Linked DNA regions of Mus musculus: all the other regions are linked to region 4. Evidence: chromatin contacts called from public targeted proximity ligation data. All regions are on one chromosome and are shown on one strand. The core of a region is the stretch at or near the end of the contact, and the rest is flanking DNA. Distances in the headings are between cores, read along the strand shown. Region 1 holds the start of Yif1a (Yip1 interacting factor homolog A (S. cerevisiae)). Region 2 holds the start of Pacs1 (phosphofurin acidic cluster sorting protein 1). Region 3 holds the start of Sf3b2 (splicing factor 3b, subunit 2). Region 4 holds the start of Neat1 (nuclear paraspeckle assembly transcript 1 (non-protein coding)). Region 5 holds the start of Rasgrp2 (RAS, guanyl releasing protein 2).

Region 1 (3,795 bases), core at 888-3,387, 760 kb after region 4:
GACAGCTCCTCCAGACAGCTCTGCCCTAGTATATCTGCTTTCCTTGTGTGTGCCCTGAGCCTGAACCTTCTTAGCCAACAGGACAGAGTGAAGTGCAGAGGCAAGTAGGTAGCCTGACAAGCGCCATGGGGACGCAGGCAGCTGTGAGGATCCAAAGTCTGAAGCCCTACAGCTGGGAACTGCTGGGCCGAGTGAAACCCTGAGCTCCAGGCTGGAGAGAGACAGGGTCCACTTTAAAAGTCAGGAAAGTGCCGGGCGTGGTGGCGCACGCCTTTAACCCCAGCACTCGGGAGGCAGAGGCAGGCAGATTTCTGAGTTCGAGGCCAGCCTGGTCTACAGAGTGAGTTCCAGGATTCCAGGACAGCCAGGGCTACACAGAGAAACCCTGTCTCGAAAAACCAAAAAAAAAAAAAAAAAAAAATCAAGGTCATTCAGGAAGTTTCCTACTGGTCATCCTGTCAACTTAGTGTCTAGTAACAGTCCCACGTGGAAAGCTCCAGGAATGAACGCTGGGTCATTAACAGAATCGTCTTCCTAACTATGCTCAAGGCACAAGTCCCCTTTGTGGCCAAGCCCCACATCAGAGACTCACTGGGGATATAGAGGTCAGGGGCATTGAGATCTTTCCGCGGGGGCAGAGGCACATCATGGCTGTATTGCATTTTCCAGTTCTGGCCGTGGCGAGGTGGTCGGGTAAACAGGAGCAGAGAGAAAGAGAGAGAGGGTTGAGATCTGATGATCAGTCAGGTTATCCGCGAGTGGGGAGAGGCTGGCCAGCTCTCCTGGTGGGAAGCTCACCTGATGTGTGTATGGGAAGACCAATAGCCCTAGCTTCTTAGCGACATAGGCTGTGTCCACAGCAAAAAAATACTTGAGTTTGTTCACGGACACAAAACGGTGCAGCTGGAAGTAAAGAGAAGAGGCTATGGATGAGCCCTACCGTGATCCTTCCTAAAGGATGCCTGGGGAGTAAGATGGGATCCTGTGACACCCCAACCCTGGCCAGAAGCCCTGCCTCCCTCCTCCCGGGAGCCCAGGGCACACCTCTTTGTGCACTATGTCCTTCCCTTGGGATGCTATGGAGGTGCCATAGGCCATTGCCATATTGGCCACTGGGTCTCCAAGCAGGTTGTTGACACTGAAGGCTACATCAGCTCCTGGGGCTGGGTATCCGCCCAGTTGGCTGGAATAACCACCACTTGTATCATCGAAGAGTGGAGGAGGGTCTGGAGCTGCCCGGGTCCTATGCTTGGAACCTGCAGGTGTGAGAGGACCAAAGTAGATTACAGAATTACAGAGCAAGAACCCAGACCACTGCCCTTTCCCCAGGCTGGGAAGCTGTGCATAGGTCCTAAGGCACCGAACAATTGAGGAAAAGGCAGGATGAGTTTTAAAGTCGATCTCCTATCCTTCGGGGGGTCAGGGTGGGGGATCATTTACTGCATGCAGTGGGAAAGGTGTGCCTAAACATGGCTACCCATTTGGGGTTTCTAGGAAGTCTCTCAAGGGAAATGATCTCTGAGTACTAGCGAGTGAAAAGACGTTTGCTTGGGCACAATCACCGCAAAGACATTCCTTGACTTAACACAGGTAGAAAAGGCAATATTGGCTATTCGGAGTCCCTGGACAGTGGTCAGGAATGCTGCCCGAGTTGTAAGAGGGAAAGGAAGTTCTGGAGGCAAATTCGGTACAAGCAGGATTAGACTTGAGGATCCCAGTAGTGCTGTCGCAGCCTGATCTCAGGACTGGCTAGTAAGGGCGAAGTCCAGGACACGCTGCAGTGTGGCAGGGCAGGAACCCGAGAGACACTCTCCCCGCCCTGGGCAGCGGTCACTGCAGACCCTCTCCAACAGAACCAGTGGGTCTCTCAGCGTATTTGGCTCCCCGCTGCCAGGCCGCGCCCCGCCCTCCCCACTCCTCACGCACCGTGGACTCCATATGCCGAATGGTAAGCCATGGCCGTGACGTTCGCTCTACCCAAGGGTCGTGGGTACTTCGCTGAGTCGTGGGTACGAACACTACTGAAACAGCTACTTCTCTTGCCTGGTCCTGACCGAAGTTACCCGACGGCCCGACACGTCCCAGGGCTGTCCGATCGCGGCCGCCATGTCCTTGGCGTCACACTTCGCTGTCTACCATTGGCTCGTCGGAAGAGCTGGTTCTCCCCCTTTACACTTTCAATTGGCTACTGGTGAGCTCTCTTCCAATCGGGTTTTGTCATATTCAACTTCCGACAGATAGGGGGCGGAGCTACTCAAGATGTTCTCGGATTGACTAGTAGGCTGGCTAATTTGCGGCGCTACCAGCCAATAGGTGAGAAGGAGTTGTAACTTAGTTCCGCGTCTGCGCCAAGAGGCGCTTGACGCTCCTTGCCACGACTACGCCAATAGGAAGATTAAAGTCCTGACCGACCCAACTAGTCAGGGCACAAAGCTGGCTCCGCCGCAATGCAGTCCAAGAGGAATGCGGCGGTCGGTCAAGCTCTGACTGATCCCTGCCCCTACTCTGTGCTCTTTCCTCCAATTCACTCCATCCTGTTTTGGAGCTCCGGCCTGCTAGAAATTGTTGTTGTTGCCCGCACCGGGAGAGTGACAGCGCGGCCCTGAGCCCTGGAACGCTGACTCCTCCTCCGCCCTCCCACTCCTTTCAGAACTGGTGCTGTCCGTCGGCTGGTGCTGAAAATGCCCTGTAGAGTCCGCCGCTGGGCTCATCCCCGAGGGCCTCTGCTGGGAGGGTTTGGAATCGCGCTCAATACGTTATGCACACACGCACTCACACGCACACACGCGCTCACGCATGGGGCAGGAGACAGAAACTGAGACCACCCAGAAGATACGAAGTCCTGGTGGTATACATGGGACAGGAATCTGTACTGGGCCTTGTTCCATCGCTTTCTCCAGTGGTCCGGGAGATTTGGGAGGCAGAGGTGTAGTGACCTGTCTCCTGAAGGTCTCCTGAGTCATCACCAGTCCTGTGATCTCCAAGTGAGGCCCGTAAGCTTCACTCCTAGTCTCCTAGGCTCTTTTCTTCCCACCCAGGCTGTAACCACTCCCATCGTCGCTGGAGACAATCCCTCCAAGGGTCCCTCTCTCACAGACTGTCAGGTACTATTCTCTAGATAGCATGACACACCCTCGGATACTTACAGCTGACTAACTACTCAGCGTTTAGTTGCATAAGGTCAGACTTTTCTGATCCCCAAACTCAGCCCATGCTGTCCAACAGCTGCTTTTGCTCCTCCGCCTGGGATGCGGGAGATATGCCTTTCCCTTTTTATCCATTTGTCCAAATCCTTTAAGAGTCATGTTAGCTTGCTTGTGAGATGGCTCAGCAGACTGCCAAGCCTGAGAACCTAAATTCAATTCCCAGACGGTGGAAGAAGAGAGCCAACTCCGAAAAATCTTCCTCCGATTTGTACACTCGAGCTATGTTAAAGTGCACCTCTTTGCACCATCCCGCCCAGAGAGAGATACACAGAACAAATACATTTAACATGTAATTAATTTTGGGGGGGGGGGGAGATCGGGACTGGAGAGATGGCTCAGTGGTTAAGAGCATTGGCTGACTGCTCTCCGAAGGTCCCAGCAACCACACAATGGCTCACAACTATCTATACAGCTATTGTGTATTGTATATATAAAATAAATAAATAAATCTTGCCAGTTGTGGATGCGTACGCCGGTAGGATTTGGTGAAGGAGGCAGAGGCAGGAGGATCACGAGTTCAAGGCCAGCCTACAAAATCACGAGTTCGAGGTCTACAAAATAGTTCCAGGACAACCAGGGCTATACAGAG
Region 2 (3,887 bases), core at 866-3,365, 570 kb after region 4:
CACTTATGTTTCTTTTGACTCAGGAGACCCTTTTGCCCCTTATTGGGTTTTATTTTCTTGTCCTTTGCAGAAGTGAGACACCTCAGTTATTCACTGTATTGCCAGAGAAGAGAACAGCCACTGTTGGGGGAGCCATGATGGGATCCACCCACATTTATGACATGTCCACGGTAAGCATTGGAGAACATTGTTTTGTAACTGAGATGGAGCCCGCGTTTCTGAGAGTCTGGAGATAATAAGGTTCTGAATTTTTCAGGTTATGAGCCGGAAGGGCCCAGCCCCTGAATTGCAAGGTGTGGAAGTAGCGCTGGCGCCTGAGGAATTGGAGTTGGACCCCATGGCCATGACGCAGAAGTACGAGGAGCACGTTCGGGAGCAGCAGGCACAAGTAGAGAAGGAAGACTTCAGCGACATGGTGGCTGAGCATGCTGCTAAGCAGAAGGTGGGAGCAACCTGTGGGCCTAGGAGGAGGGCTGTCCTTTCTGGTGGAGGGAGAGGCGGGTGGACTCGGTGCCTGAAGGTCTCCGAGATGCTCCATTGGTGGCAGTCTCTTAAGTTCAGGAAGAGGAAGGAAGTCATTTAGCTCTCAGGGGGAGAGGAGAGTGTGGTTTCAGTGCTTTTTACCTTAATTTTATGTCTGGGTCAGGCTGCCTCCTGTCTGGGGTTGTCTAACCTATTGTAACTTCTCTCTCTCTCTCTCCTACAGCAAAAGAAACGGAAAGCTCAGCCCCAGGACAGCCGTGGGGGCAGCAAGAAATACAAGGAGTTCAAATTTTAGGTCCTGCTCGCATAGCTGGCCTGCCTTTAGGCTCTTTGTATGTCTGGGCTTTCTCTGTGGCTCCCTAAAGCTAGATCTGGACTCCCTAGGCTCGTCACTTCCTGTTCTTATTTTAGACTTGTTTTGTAAATAAAGCTGTTTCCCAAGGAAGGATGAATACAGGCGCTCTTGAACCTCTCTCTCTTTTAGCTTCTGCAAAAGCATCTACTTCTTGCCTGTAATCACAGATGGCCCATAGGACTATGGGACTGTAGTTCTGAACTGAACTTGTGGGTAGTTCACTATCCCTACCCCTCCTGTGTGTGAAGGCTCTGCTGAAGGTACCTTTGGGTCTGGTCTGACCTTACTGCTTTGTCCGTGGGGAATAAAAATAGCCAGCTTAGCACCGTGGCTAGGCTGGGAAGTAACTGTAGGCTAGGGAAGTAGGCCAGGTCAGGCCTTCCTCATTGACCTTGTGGCAGAAAGGCCGATTTCTTACCTATTGGAGAACATCTGTCTCTAAATAAAATCTCAATTGTTCCAGAGTACTGGCTAACTACTTGGATTTACTAGTGTGTGTGTGTGTTGGTGGGTGGGTGGGTTTGAAGGGCTTGTTTTGTCTTCGTCACTGAGTTCTGAGAAGTTTTTTGAAAAACTAGACTAGGTTGGAGCACAGGATTCCATAACATTTGCTCAAGTACTGGGGAGAAGGTGTGGGTGTAGGAGAGTGCAAGAGCTCTAGGTAGGGTGGGGGTGTGTGGGGATGGCAGCTGATCAGGCCTTGAGAGAAATAGAATTCTAGAAATTGAGAAAGCACCGAGGCACTCTGGGACTTTTGTAAAGAAGGCTGTGTCGGGGGCGCTGTACCAAGAAAGGCTGTTGGACCTAGACAACCTTAGCTCAACTGGCTCCTGCCCACAGTCAAGCTGGAACTTAAGCTCCTTAGGTGGTGGCCGGCCCCTGGATCTCTACCTACTGCTTCTTTTGCAGAAGTGGGCGAAATAACCACAGAAGGGGTCGCCACAGCGGGCTATCCGATTTCCATGCAACGCGTGACCAGAACTACGTGTACTGCAGATCCCAGGGGCTGAGCGCGCTCTCGTACAGTCTTCTCCGGTCCGGGACCGCGCCCCGGAAAACCCGGGTTTCCGCTGGCGGGGTAGCAGCCGCCCGAGGAGGGCGGAGGGAGGAGGGGCGCGGAGCCTGCACGCCGAGGCCTGCTAGGGACTCCAGGGCCGCGCCGCGAGAGCGCGCGGGCTGTAGCCCCTTCCCGGGGGCCGCGGGGCCGAGCGCGAGTCTGGCCCCGCCCCTCGGCGCCGGTCTGGGTGGGGCCGCGGCTCCCCGCCCCTTTCGGACACGCCCACCCAGTGTCTGGGCCTCGCGGGCCGCAACAGGCGGCGGCGGGCGAGCGCGAGGACCGCGCGCAGCGAAAGCCCGCGCGTGCGTGCAGATTCGCTGGTGGCTCGCGCTCCGCCGGGCGTTCTGAGGAGACGCGCTGAGCCGCTGCCGCCGCGGGGGGAAGCCTGAGAGTCGCTCGCGTGCCCTCAGTCTGCGTAAGCCCCGCGCCCCTTCCTCCCCTGGCCAGGCCATGGCGGAACGCGGAGGGGCGGGCGGTGGTCCCGGAGGCTCCGGGGGCGGCAGCAGTCAGCGGGGCTCTGGGGTCGCCCAGTCCCCGCAGCAGCAGCCGCAGCAGCAGCCGCCGCAGCCTCAACAGCCGACGCCCCCCAAGCTGGCCCAGGCCACCTCGTCCTCCTCGTCCACCTCGGCTGCGGCCGCCTCCTCCTCGTCCTCCTCCACCTCCACCTCCATGGCCGTCGCGGTGGCCTCGGGCTCTGCGCCTCCGGGCGGTCCAGGACCAGGCCGCACCCCCGCCCCAGTGCAGATGAATTTGTATGCTACCTGGGAGGTGGACCGGAGCTCATCCAGCTGCGTGCCCAGGTGAGCAACGGGCGGCTGGGAAAAGGTGTTGGCCTAGGGGACCGCCAGGCTGGCTCTGTGACAGGCCCCGCCTCCCCATCTCTCCGGGGCGAGTGGAGGGTACGTCCTCCACTCCTAGCTCATCTTGGCTTTGGGGGGTGGGGGCTGTCTTCTCCTGGGCCTTCCAAGACTGTTGTGTGGGCCTGCCCTCTCCAGCAGTCCCACCTTCCGCCTTGGCTCGAACCACCCTCCTGTCCTCCTGGAGCAATGGTGGCCTCGGGGACCCAGCCCAGTGGCCTTCCTTGGCTGGGTCTGACCGAATCTGGCCTTCCTTACGGTCAGTAAGTCACTCTTCTTCCTGCCTCACTGGCGCCCGTGGGCTGTACATATGTTAATGTTACACAGATGTGGTAAAGATGGCTTTGATATAGTTCTTTCCCAACGTACTTAGCATGTGCCAAATTCATTTGTCACCTGTTGCAGGTAAAGCTGGTTAACACTTGGGGGTTCAGTACATACATTCATATGTTCTTCATGCTACACACATTCTCTGGGTACTCTGTGCTCTTAGTTTGGACATCAGTTGAATGTGTTCTTAAATGCAAGTTTTCATTTCCTCCTCCACTAGATACTGGTCACAGAGTCTCCAGGTTCCTATGAGCTCTGTAAAATGACTGCCTTGTTCCTAAATTCAACCCATTTTTCTGTCCATTGGAACTATCTGAAAACTTGCATCAAAAAATTATGCTTGTTTCTCTATGGCAAAGCAGTTGTTGTATATACTTCTTTGGGGACAGTGTGTTGGATTGACCCTATGCTAAGACAGCCTGCAGGGTTGGTTTTGCCCAGTAAGCACAAAGAAATGCCTGGAGGTGTTCATTTTGTGCTTCTAAACCGAGTTGATTCTCAGGTTCTGTTCTTTCTTACCCTGTGAGTCCAGCAGAGCAGGTGGATGTGCCTGTAAGCCAGAGATTGGGTGCCCTGTGGGGTTCCACCCTCAACTCAACTCTGCTGGTGTTTCTTTCTCTCCCTTTATTTTGAACAACATCACACCACAACATTGTACCAATATATAGGGCATGAAAAATGATGACACAAGCACATCTTTCTTATGTCATTTATTGAAAAATATAGAACATTACCCCACCTGTCAAACTCTCCAGGTTCCTTGCTGAATTACATTCTGGCTTCCCCTACACACTTCTGAATTATG
Region 3 (4,069 bases), core at 703-3,202, 550 kb after region 4:
GTCTTTCTCTTTGCAGAGTTTGGTATCCTATCTGCATCCCAGGGCAATCATGAAAAAAAAAAATCATCCTGTTTGGTATGTCCTTTTCTGGCCCTAGTTATATTACCGACCCATCTGCTCTTTTATCTTGCCTTAGAGACCCTGCCCTTCTCCTCCTCCTCTTCCTCCCCCTGGACTCCTCTGGAGTCCTGCCTGAGCATACTGGGGCCTCCAGCCTCAGGTGACCTGTCCGGGGCTCTCTGATTACAGGGAGCAGAGACTTCCTTTGGGTTAAAAATGGTTGTCTGAGTAAGCTGGCAAGCACAAGGAAAAGCCACCGCCGCTCATTCTTTAGTTCTGTCCTTTCCGGCTTTGGTTCCGTCTGCAATCCCAGTGTAGGGTAGTGATGAGAACCCAATGGGGAAGAGTCACCATTTGGGTATAGGTGAAGGGAACAAGAACCGCTTTTACCAGCTGTACTCTATCTGTCTGTCTCAGACCCCACCTTTCCTGCATCCTGCTCACCCCTCCTTTCCAATTACTCCTCCCTTGAGGACAGCTGGTGAAACGGAGGTGGCTAGGAAAAGATCTGAAGCGCGTGGGTGGGAAATGAGACCATTTGTGTTCCTCTCCTTTATTCATCACACACAAACCAAACAGGCTGTCATTGAGAGCGGCAGAACTAGGAGAGGGAAGGAGATAAAATAAATTGGTGGATGTTGGGCAGGCAAGGGTCATGGTGTCTTGCCCCAAGAAAGGTCCTGAGGTTTTTTTGTTTTTCCTACAAGAATATAAAGTCCCCAGGTTAGATACCCCCACCTCCCAACTCATTTATTAGCTGCCTCCTGGATGCTAAATACTTCAAGATAGAAGAAGATCAAGTTCCAGATCCTGTTTGGGGGAATGGAGGTGGGAATAAAGGACAGGAAAGACTTAAAAATGAAACAAAGACAATGGATTAGCTGGCAGCAGTAAGCCCAGTTTTCAAGAAGCAGAGGCAGGAGGATTGCCAAGAGCTAGAGGTTGGCTTGGGCTCGATTTTGTCCCAAGACAGTCTGAACTACATGACTCTTGATCTTCCACTCCATGAAATCGGGTGTGATAGTATATATCTGTAGCCTGCAAAGGATCAGAAGTTCTAGGGTAGCCTGGGCCACATATGGACACATTTGTCTTAAACAACAAAAACCTTGGGGCTTGAGAATTGGTGTTAAGAGCACTGTTGCTTTTGCAGAGGACCTGGGTTCGATTCACAAAAGTGTAACTCCAGTTCCAGATCTGACACTTCTGGCTTCTACAGATACCAGGCATGCAAGCGGTACATATACATATAATAAAACACCTGAAAGGTGGAAAATGTATTAATGAACATTCCTCGAAAGGGGGAAGGAAGCATTTGACAGAGAATACATTTATTTAAGACTTTTTCGAAGGTGCAAAAGGGGATTTTATTTTAGCAGTGCCCTTCCCCCAGGTCAGCAGCTGGAACTCAGCTTGGCGGTCCGTTCCTCCACCGGCTCCGATCCCCTTTCAGCCCATTCAAGCACGCCTGGGCGGGAGTGAGCAGACAAACACTGTTTTATCAGAGCCATCGGCACCAACCTCCCATTCGGGCGCCGGAAAGGAATCTCTATGAGCTCCTAGGAGAAATAAGCACCCAGGTCTCTCATCATTGAAGGGTGTCGGGACAGAAGACTTAGTATGTGTTTGGCCAGGAGAGAAGAAGAATGCATCTGCTCTGGGTAGAGTAAGCTCTTGCAGCCAGGCAGCGGATGTATTACTACTGCTGCATACCGGATGTCATAGCGAGCGTTCGTCCTCTAGATGGCGCATCCGCAAACTACAACTCCCAGAAGGCTCTGCAACCTCCGTTGGCGGCGATTCCTATTCCCCGGTAAGGGAAAGGGCGTGTGTTTGGACCAAGTTCTCTCCAATCACCGCGGGACGTGGATTACGCAACCGGAAGTTTCTGGAAGTAGGCCCGGCGGCTGACCCGAGCTTCCGTGTTGGTCTCGCGCCTTCTTGTGGCTAAGATGGCGGCGGAGCATCCCGAACCTCCCAAAGGAGAGTTGCAGTTGCCACCGCCTCCACCTCCAGGCCACTATGGAGCCTGGGCTGCGCAGGAGCTTCAGGCCAGATTGGCAGAGATAGGAGCGCCGATCCAGGGTGAGGCGCAGAGGCGGTCGAGAGGGGCCCTGCGTGGGCTTGTGGCGAAGTGGAGCTTGGTTACCCAGGAGACCCACGGGGCGGGGGGCGGAGACAGGCCTGTGGGACCTGACCTCGCCAAATTGGCCTGCTCGAGGTGATGCTGACCCCCTGATTCTGTGCTTCGTCCTATAGGGAGTCGCGAGGAGTTAGTAGAGCGGCTGCAGACCTACACCCGTCAGGTGAGTGTTGTCAGTGCAGGCTAGGTCTCACTTTTCCTGGAGGCCTTTAAGACTACTCACGGATGGATCTTCGTTTCTCTTCTCTTCTCTTCTCTTCTCTTCTCTTCTCTTCTCTTCTTTCTTTTTTCTTTTTCTTTTCTTTTTTTTTTTTTTTTTGGTTTTTTTTTTTTTTTTTGAGACAGGGTTTCTCTGTATAGCCCTGGCTGTCCTGGACTCACTCTGTAGACCAGGCTGGCCTGGAACTCAGAAATTCGCCTGCCTCTCCCAAATGCTGGGATTAAAGGCGTGCGCCACCACTCCGCGGCTGGATCTTCGTTTCATATACTTTTTTTGTTTGTTCTTTCGCGATAGGGTTTCTCAGTGTAGCCCTGGCTGGCCTCAAACTTAAGAGATCCTAATGCGTTTGCCTTCCGAGTGCTCCAGCACACCGGGCTAGGTCTTTTTTGTGTACTTCAACGCAGCAAGCCGGCTCTTGACCATTTTGTCAGTTCTTGGTTTTGCTTTATTGTAATTACTTCTACTCCTGTTGCTTTTCTCAGGTTCCAGCCCCAGTCTCTGTCAAGTGGGCACTGGGTACATTTTGTTAAGTAAATAAATGGAAGAGGAGGTTATGTAATGGAATACGTCCTTGTAGTCTGACCTAGAGCTCTCTTTTTTCTTGTAGACGGGCATTGTCCTGAATCGACCAGTTTTGAGAGGAGAAGATGGGGACAAAGCGGCTCCTCCTCCTATGTCAGCACAGGTAAGAGATTGCTTCGAGGATCTTTTCTGCTCAGGATAGCCATGTGTTGAGCTAGCAGATGGGACCGTAAGTTAAGGGTGAGGTCTAAGGAGACAAAATTGTGACCTCTTCACTTCTGATTTAGTGCTGCTACTGTTTTAATCCCCAATGTCTACTCCTCCAAATTTGACTTATCACTCAAGATTCCACTAGAATATCTGGAAATGTTCCTTGATCCTTTCTCAGCTGGAAGTGGTCATGCTTTCTCCTGCCAGGTATAGCTCCCAAAGTTATTGAAACGGTAAAGGATAATGCCCTGACTTGAATAATATACTCCCTGCATCTAGTACAACGTAGATATCCTATGCCTTGGAATGTTGGTTATTACTTTTTTTTTAACTTATTTTTATGTATATAAGTGTTTTGTCTGAATTTGTATTTTGTCCAAGTTTCTACCTGTGCGTCACGTGCATGCAGTGTTTTAGGAGGCCATTGAAGGGCGTTGGGTCATTCTGGGGCTGGAGTTACAGAACTGTGAGCTTCCATCGGGGTGCTGGGAATTGAGCCCTGATATTATAGAAGAGCAGCTCTTAACTGCTTGGCCATCTATCCAGCCCTAGTTCCTATTTCTTTAAGTCCTTTCTGATTCTAGTATTTGTTTCTCTTCCTCTAAAGTTGTGGCTTTGACCTGGAGTTTATTGGTGTGTTTGTGTATGTGTGTTTTGTGAAGTTCCTGTATGGATTTTAGAGGTGTCCTTGTACCTCCTTAAATTGAATGCAAAATGTAATATGAATGTTCCTCATATTTTTTCAGAGAAGCTAATAGCTTTGATCAGTGTGCTAAAGTTAGCATCTTTTGATTCTTTTATGGTGTATTTTCTTGAATCCTACGTCATTAGACTTCAAATTCTAGTATCTGGCTCTTTTGCTAGGTCTCTAGCAAATGCTTATAAATTGAATAAATGCTTTCTAATTCATAGCT
Region 4 (3,873 bases), core at 966-3,465:
CTGTTTACCACAATCTCCTGGAACAGCTTTTTTGATTGGGGGAGTTGCTGCTCTGCCCTAGTCCTTCAGTGGGATGGAGGTCCTCTGTGTGAAGGAAGAAACTCTGGGTATGTCCACCAGCGAAGGGTGGGCACAGCCTCGGCCCTAAGGCCTCCTCACCTCTCCCCTCAAATACATTGTTTCCAAAGAAAACTGTCCTTGAAGGCCAGGAGCCTCTGACACTGCCATCTTGCCCTTGAGAACTGGAGACAGTCCCTGGGCTGCTGCAGACTTGTGAGCACACAAATGCTTCATCTGTGCGTGACCAGGCGACCTAGCTTTACACAGCCCTAGGCTTGGTGTGTTACCAATTAACCCTGTTCCTACTAATTCAAAAAAAAAAAAGTCTCAAAAGCTGTTCCTGGGACTGAAGAATAATATGAAGGGAAATTGAAGGTGGTTGAACAATTGCCTAAGCACCTCAAAGTCAGAAAAGACTGACTCCACAGGCTAGGCCCGCCACAGGGAGCCCCTCCCTCCCTCCTGCTTTCATAGCCGCCTCCTGGCATTCTAGAACATTTTAACAAGCAACTCCCTGTTCTTGCAGGCAGTCACCGCCACCCACCACCGACACTTGGAACTGATGCCAGGCGGACATAGTGGTAATGTAATCCCAGCACTAAAAAGGTTGAGGCAGGAGGATGAGCCAAGAAGTACAGGCCAGTATGAGACAAAATGAGACCCTTTCTGGAATTAAAAAGAAAGAAAGATAAATAAAAGGCTGATTAGGTTAGCCCTTGGAGAAGGGTGAGGCGCAGGAATCTACGTGGCATAAGAACCGGTGAGCAAGCCAGCACTTGCCACATAATCACCCTCTGTGCTGGTCACATGAGAGAGAGAGTCACCAGTTTTCCGGGAACGGGAGGGTGCAGTCTAGGCCGGGCCTTGCTTGCAGATTCCATATGCTAGAGGCCGGAAAACAACCCCCTCCTTCCCTCCTCCGGGTTGCTAAGGGAGCCTGTTGTCACTGGGTGGTTTTGTTTGTAGAGTGGGTGTCGAGCCTGGGAGGAGACTTCCGGGCAGTTAATTCTGCCAGCTGCCTTTTTCATTCTGCGTGCTTGAACCAGCTTTTTTATTTTGGGGAGTATGGGGGGGGGGGGATGTGGAGGCAGGTGGCAGAAGAGCTGAGTAGATGCTTCATGGCGGGGTGGGGTGGGGGTGGGGGGTTGTCAGACTGTCCGAGCTCCTCACTGACATGGGCGGTGACAATTCCCCTTTTCAAAACCCTCACTAAGCCCTTGTTTGTGGACAACGTTTGCTTTTGGACCTGTGCTGGACCCCACCCCAAGTAGACAGCCAGCCTGGCTCCCCCAGTGGTCATTAAACCCACGCCTTGAACTCCACCATACACTGTCGCAGAGAAATGCAGCTTAAAAATATTTTTTCTCACTATACCACACCCAAAAGCAAAAATGTTTTCTAAAATCACTTAACTGTACTGGGCGCTCTTCAACCATAAACATTACATACACACATTCATTCTATATGCATGTGTACCATACAAAAGTCTTGCTTTATCATAGCTTGCAACCACCTTTCCCGCAATTTAATTAACCTTAGACGCAATTAAGCATTCCACCCAAGCTGCTGGGATAGTTCTTCCCCACCCCCACCCTGCTGCTGCCCGCACTGACGTCACCCTGCGAGCAGGCGGCGGCAACGCCCGAGAAGTCACGCGCCCGGTCCCGCCCCAACCCCCCCACCCCTACCGCCTGACGCGCCACCGCAGAGATCCCTCCGCCACCGAGTGGAATTTTCCAGGCTTTCTGCCGGCCCTACTTTCGGACCTCGTCGGGGCGTGGTGACCTGAGGCGACCCGTGTACTTTTCCTTCAGCGCTGACATTCGGTGTGACCCTCTTCCCCAACAGCTGACCCTACCCTTCAGCAGCAAAGGGGACTTACTTATCCCCGGTGGTGTTCACCGCCCAAATATCATCTTTGGATATGCCCTTCATCCTGTGACGCACCGCTAGGAGCAGAAAAGGATCATTGAGCAATCTGAGGGAGTGGCGGTTGACGGAGGCCATGACCCGCCCCTCGTGGGCTCCTTTGGCTCTGTGGCTAGGTCGGGGAGGAACTTTTTTTTAAGTGCCCGTGGAGGAATCGTTCCGTTTAGCAGTGTTTGGGTGACGCGACACAAGAGTATAAAAGCAAAAGTTGTAACCTCCACCTGTAGGAGTTAGTGACAAGGAGGGCTCGCTCTTGGGGCTAGTGGTGGGGAGGCAGTGGCCAGTTCAGGGCTCAGATGAGAGAGGTGGCAGAATTAGAGGCAGCCACTAGGATGGGGGTGCGAGGAGAAGCGGGGCTAAGTATAAAGGAGACTAGATTTTGGGACAGTGGACGTGTGGAAGGCAGCTTCCAAAGCGCCTTTAACAATCCACAAAGAACCAGCAGCTTTCAAGACCAGGCTATCCCTGCTGTCTGCTGGCACTTGACGTCCAGGAGGGCACAAGTTTCACAGGCCTACATGGGGGCAGTGTCCTAACTTGAGTGGCAGAGCAGCAGTTGATGGAGACGGGTGGACTGGGGGCCCTTGAAGGCCCCGGAAATCATAGAGGACAGGCAGTGGGGCAGGACTAGGTGCGTAGTGGAGGTCGCCTTTGATCTTGACAAAACCAGCAGACCCCTTTTTTTCCAGATAAGGGGTTGTGAACCCACCTGGGGATGAGGCCTGGTCTTATGGAAGGTGGACTTAGCTTCGCTGGGCGGACAGCTCTGGCCCAGGGTGGTATGTAATTTGGGTGTGGCCTGTCTGCACCCACTTCGGGGTGCGAGGGGAGGCCGGAGGAGGCTGCAGAGACAAGTTGTTTTTACTGTCAGGTCTGCCAGGCGGGGACCATGGAGATTGAAGGCGCAAGTCTTGGGGCCACATTAATCACAACTTTATTTTTCAGATAGCAGTGCCCTCTCTGGACTTTGCCTAGGTTCCGTGCTTCCTCTTCTGTGGTCTCACTCTTCCCTACTCTTGCCCCTCACTCTGAGGTTAAGGGGTCACTTAAAACCTTGCCCCTGGGTCGTCCGGTAAGCCTGTGGAGGATGTAGAGTCGGTGCTGGAGTCTTGGGCACGGCATTTTGGTAAAGGTGGAGGACACCCTGACTGGGCGGGGAGGGATGGTGTTGATTCACAGAGGGCGGGACGTGAGTGTGGACCCTGGGGTGGGCTCACAGCCATGTTTCCGGTCACCCAAATGCTTCATGGACGTGGTTTATCACTATAGTGTTCACCATGGCAAGCAGATGGCACCAGGAGATATGGAGCCCCTGCCAGTGTGAGTCGTAGCAGTGCAGGAGGGCTCACCCTGGAGGAGACAGCGGCCTCGGTTGACGCCTACACAGTGAATTCCAGAGGCTTAGGAAGCGCGTCCCTGCCCTGGGTCCAGGCCTTTCTCAGGAAGCCCTGTGCTCAGGAGGCCATCGTTGAAGTCAGCTTGTAGGGGGTGGGCAGGTGCTTCCAGCCGGAGGGGCCGTCGGCTGTGAATGTTCCAGATGAATGTCTTGTTCTGGGAGCATCATTCTTTGCGGATGCATGAATGGCAGCAGGCACCCTTTTTCATGGGGGTAGAGGCGTTCGACTGCTGCATCTTCTAAACAAGCCTCCATCCAGCCTTTGTAGTTCTGTGCTGCGAACTTGGCCTCGAGAAGATTGCGTAAGGTGTAGGACACTTTAACGTCTGCGCAGCGTGCTGCACTGTAGATCGGGACCCCAGTGACCTCGCCCACCTTCCCTGCTTCTGCAGCCTGCCTGCCTCTGCATTGGTCAGAGGGATTCTTAACTGAAAACTTGTGGGTGTTGGGGAAAGCTGTTGGGTTGTAAATGACTGGTGTGGAGGAAT
Region 5 (4,311 bases), core at 447-2,946, 560 kb before region 4:
GGAACCAGCTGGAGCGGAAGGAGCCTGGGTTCCCCGGGGTCAAGAATCCAGAGGTCATTTCCTGAGTGTTGGGGGAAGGGGCACCCCTTTCACCCGATAAACCAACCCCCATCTGCCGGAAACAGTTCCCAGGCTAGAGATAGAGAGTTCCTCCGGATCCCCCAGGGAGACAGATAATGCCCCTCCCAGGTCAGTGTTGGGACCCTGGGGCCCCTTCCTTGACGTCTGTACAAGGGGTACATTGGGGTACTTCTCCGCAAAATCAAGGAGCTTTTCTTAAGAAGACTTCAAAATAGGAGCCTGGGTAGGTTCTGGCCTAGAGTCTGGTTCAGGGTCCAGCTGGGTGTGACCCCTCGTGCTGCATGCAACTCACCAAACGCTTCGATGCAACCACGGAGCAGCTCCTCCACGGTGCAGCCCTTGTCCAGGTCCAGAGTGCTCGTCATGGCTGCCGGTGCCAGTAGGCTAGACCCAAGCTACACTCTCAGAGCCTCCCACGGTGCTCAATTCGGACCCCTGTCCTGGGAGAAGTGGGAGTCAGCAGAGGCGCGGGAGGTGGGGGGAGCGGCTCGGCGCGTAGGAACGGGGCGGAGTGGGCACGCCCCCTGCTGGGCATGGGCGGAGTTGCCTGCCGTTGCCCCTCTAGGGTTAAACGGTCCTGCCCCGGGATGGTGCAACTCGCTAGTTGGGAAATGGACTAGCTGAGAGGCTTCCGGCCCACCCGCGGAGTCGCGGGAGGTTAGAAGGGTTCTACGAGAATAAGGGACGAGCCAGGACCCCAGGGGTTAGTTAGTGCCCCAAGCCTCCTGGCGGGCCCTCCTCTCCTTGCATTTGCTCCCCACAGGCACCTGCAACACCCCACAGCTTGACTCTGCACTCCTCCCGCTTCCCCTCCCTTCACAGCCTCCCTTCCCCCGCAGGGTTATTTTGGGAACCCAGTGCCTGAGGGGACCTCGGAGGAATTTCTCCCTGGGATGGAAGGAGGGAGGAGGGAACCCAGGAGTCCTGCCTACATCTCCCCCTCCTGGGCTCCCCGAGTGGGAGGCGGGGCCGTAGCATCCCCCAGGGGCCTGCCCTTGGGGAGGAGGGCTAGAGAGAAGAACATTCCTGGGGCGGGGGGTGGGAGGGGTAGCCCACTGCGGTTGGGAGATGTCAGTGGGAAGCCAAAGCCTGGGAACCGCGGACTCCCAACCCACAAGTACTAAGGTCCCAGGAGTCCGGTCCTAGCCCTTCCAGAATTGCCATATATCTTCCCAACCTGGGCTCCCGCCTTCCCACCCACCCTGCTGCATAGTTAAATTGTGCGTGAGAGCACCGAGTAGGGAGCCCAGAAGGGGCCGCTAGCGCCATGGCCTGCATGACACCATTAATAATCCTGGTCATCAGTGGGGACTATAAAAGCACCCATGCAGGAACAAACACCTATTCTCTAGACTAGGTATTTGCCGAAGGCCAATGACCTACATTAAGTGCAAGAAGACCCTTTTCACACACACCAGGGTCATAGACACCTCCCGTCCTAATCACACACAATGGCACCCACATCCCATGCACACCTGCAATGAAAATCCTCAGCCACACATACCCAAGTCCTTTACTTCAGAATGCAAACCTGAATGCAGTTCACCTCCCAGACCTTCTGTTCACTTGAACCAGCTCAGCCTCTGATCTCTCGATCACAGTAGCTCTGACATCTGAACACGTGTGCACACACGCAAAGACAGTGCATCTCCACGCATGTACACTCCCACACGCATCCACATACCCCCTGGTTGCGCACACACCCATTCTGCCGCCCCTCCCCCCTCAACCAGGCTCCAGGGCTCGCAGCCCCAAAGCCTGGGGTTCTTTACATTCCTGGATCTCGCCAAAACCTTGTCCCAAGGAAAGGGACCTCGCCCTTACACAGACTCCCCTACATTAGGGAATCCTCCCGAGGACTTCTCAGAGTCGTTCCCTCCTGACTGTTACTTCCTTGCTGGGTGACCTTGAGAATCATTTAGTCTCTCTGAACCTCAATTTTCCCATCTGTCAAATGGGGACTTGCAGGGAAGAGCCTGGTAGATACGTTTCAGGCGAGCACCGGAATGCCTCGAACGCCCCCCTCCTGCGGGTGGCTCTAAGTGCCTCATCCCCTCCGCAAGCTCTGTCCCACCCAGGACCGCAGATTCCCCACCCACCCGCAGTCCCCGCCAGCCTGCCCCTAGGAGATCCCTAGGGGCCGCACCCTCTGTGTCCCACGCCCCACCCGCGCGCGTGCTCGCTCACTCACTCTTGGGACCCGCAGCGCGGACCCCGAACCCTGCCCGGCCAGCGCCACCTCCGTGCGCTCCCGCCCGCCGGCCTCGCTGCGGCTGCGGCTCCCACCCGGTCTCCGCGCCGCGGCCCAGCGCCCTGCCGCCCCGCCCCCTCCCCGCCCCTGCACCCCGCGCCGCGCCTCCTCCACCGGGGACTCCCCCTCTCGCCCCGCGCGCGCCGGGCCCTGAAGCAGATTAACCCCTCCCCTGCCGCCCCAGAGAGTTTAACCGCGGGCGGGGGGCTGCGCCACTGTTGGTGTGGGGACCGCGTGCAGCAGCCCTCCCCCACCGCGACACCCCCGGGCTCTGCGCCCCGCCTGGGTGTCGCACGGAGGAAGCCGGGAGGGGCAGGAAGCGGACTGCGGTGGGGAAGGGGCGCCCCGCCCAGCCCCCCGGTCCGGGTTCCTGTTTTCGAGACAAACCGTTCCCACGGGGTTCACCCTGCCCGGGCCCGGGCGTCTTCCTGCGGGCGGCGGAGGCCCGGGCGTGGTGGAGGTCGCGGGCGTGGGGCTGCGGATCCTTGCGATGGCCTGGGGGAGGGGCTGGGACAGAATGCGAGCTGGTTTTGGTCCAGTGGAGCCTCAAAAAGCCAGGAATGAATGAACGAACACGCGGCTCCCTGGGAACCCAGGTTCGTTGTCTAGAGATGGGGCGAGGGACACCCCACTGGGCAAGAGAGAAAGAGGCGTCTATAAATTGGGTAGGTGCTTTGCAGTTTCGGAACTGGAAGCCTTGGATGCATGGGCCGAGACGAGGAACTTGGGAGGGGCAGCCACAAGCAGTTATGTCCCTCACACCTAGCCTAGGGATAGGTAACAGTTTCCGGCCGTTTAGACTCACTATGAAACCCAGGGCCGCAAAACCCCTTCCGAGGATTGCCCCTCCTTGCCTTGGGCGAGGGAAGCAGTCCTCTGCACTTCAATCTTGGTTTATGTGAGGCTCAGAAGAGGCCCCTTATATACCTCAGTTTCTCCAGAACCGGGAATATACCACTGTTCTCGCCTAAACGATCTGCGAATGCCCTAAGCCCTAACACTCCCCTGGTTTTGAATTTATTTTAGCCACCTGCTAAGAGACCCTAAAACGCCGCAGTGGGGCGGGGCTAGGGGCGGAGCCAAGAAGGCGCCAAGCCTCCTCTAGACCCTCCCCCAGACAGCGGGGAAAGCTCCGTAGTCCGGGAGGATTCGGCCCGAGTACCGACTCCCTAACCCGGTGGGCCCCACCCAGACAGACGCCCCGCCCCCGACCAACTAAGCTGGCCGCTGACCTAGTATGGACACAGCGCTGGGAAGAGAGGCGTGGAGGGCGACACCGGAAAAGGGACTGAGTCCCAGACACCGCCTATGGGCCGCCCCTCTCTCCCCACAGAGGATGCACCTGCCGCGGTGTGTGGGGGGGGGCTGGGGGGGCGGTAAGGAGATGACTGCGCAGCAGCTGTTAAGCTCTCCAAGAGCTAAAAATATTTTGCAACAGAGAAGAGTAAGGAAGAGCAGGAAGAGTCGATTTATTGGGGAGTGGGTGCACTTGGTTAGACCCCATCCATACATAAAAGGAGTAGGGAGTTGAGGGAAATGAAGAGGGCAAGGTCTTCATCACACTAGGCATCAGGACCTAGAGACTGGGGAAAGTGGGTTCCAAAGTGGGTAGGGTAGAGATGTAATTCCAGAGGCCCACCTCCTGGAGTGGGCCTGATCCCAGGAATTGCAAACAGACTCAAGGGCGGGTATGGGGTCTGATGTGGAAGCTCAGATCTTCTCATCTGGGGCTGGCAGGCGCTGGCGAGAAGGTTCAACACCCCAGATCTCCCGGGCATACTGGGCAATGGTGCGGTCACTGGAAAACTTGCCAGAGGTGGCTATGTTCCTGATCACCATCCGTGTCCACTCTCTTGGGTTCTGTAGACAGCAAGGAAAGCTCTAGGTTCATTCTGCCAGCAGGCTGGCACCGCTCTCCCTCATCCCGGCCAGAGTCAAAGCCCTGCCAGCCCCTGGCCGCTGGACCCCTCACCTTGTAC

What was found.
Region 1: a contact with region 4 is called in a targeted proximity ligation map of memory CD8 T cells, with 24 read pairs. A contact is called at or near these places in 2 of 130 datasets of targeted methods (bone marrow-derived macrophages and memory CD8 T cells).
Region 2: a contact with region 4 is called in a targeted proximity ligation map of memory CD8 T cells, with 70 read pairs. A contact is called at or near these places in 1 of 484 Hi-C or Micro-C datasets (reprogramming fibroblasts) and 1 of 130 datasets of targeted methods (memory CD8 T cells).
Region 3: a contact with region 4 is called in a targeted proximity ligation map of effector CD8 T cells, with 10 read pairs.
Region 5: a contact with region 4 is called in a targeted proximity ligation map of memory CD8 T cells, with 31 read pairs.

The regions. Positions count from the first base shown.
Region 1 is chr19:5,086,880-5,090,674 of GRCm38.p6, reverse strand. It overlaps Yif1a (Yip1 interacting factor homolog A (S. cerevisiae)), which reads right to left and starts at 2,137. Exons shown (of 8, transcript NM_026553.4): 1 at 1,927-2,137; 2 at 1,045-1,256; 3 at 799-903; 4 at 593-671. The coding sequence starts at 1,957.
Region 2 is chr19:5,271,347-5,275,233 of GRCm38.p6, reverse strand. It overlaps Pacs1 (phosphofurin acidic cluster sorting protein 1), which reads left to right and starts at 2,115. Exons shown (of 24, transcript NM_153129.3): 1 at 2,115-2,695. The coding sequence starts at 2,346. Sf3b2 (splicing factor 3b, subunit 2) reads left to right here. Exons shown (of 21, transcript NM_030109.2): 19 at 71-170; 20 at 257-442; 21 at 707-1,313. The coding sequence ends at 778.
Region 3 is chr19:5,293,338-5,297,406 of GRCm38.p6, reverse strand. Sf3b2 (splicing factor 3b, subunit 2) reads left to right here and starts at 1,952. Exons shown (of 21, transcript NM_030109.2): 1 at 1,952-2,145; 2 at 2,320-2,366; 3 at 3,031-3,108. The coding sequence starts at 2,013.
Region 4 is chr19:5,843,820-5,847,692 of GRCm38.p6, reverse strand. Neat1 (nuclear paraspeckle assembly transcript 1 (non-protein coding)) reads left to right here and starts at 2,215. Exons shown (of 1, transcript NR_131212.1): 1 at 2,215-3,873.
Region 5 is chr19:6,397,926-6,402,236 of GRCm38.p6, reverse strand. Rasgrp2 (RAS, guanyl releasing protein 2) reads right to left here and starts at 1,696. Exons shown (of 17, transcript NM_011242.3): 1 at 1,586-1,696; 2 at 374-516. The coding sequence starts at 446. It overlaps Pygm (muscle glycogen phosphorylase), which reads right to left. Exons shown (of 20, transcript NM_011224.2): 19 at 4,305-4,311; 20 at 3,773-4,192. The coding sequence ends at 4,043.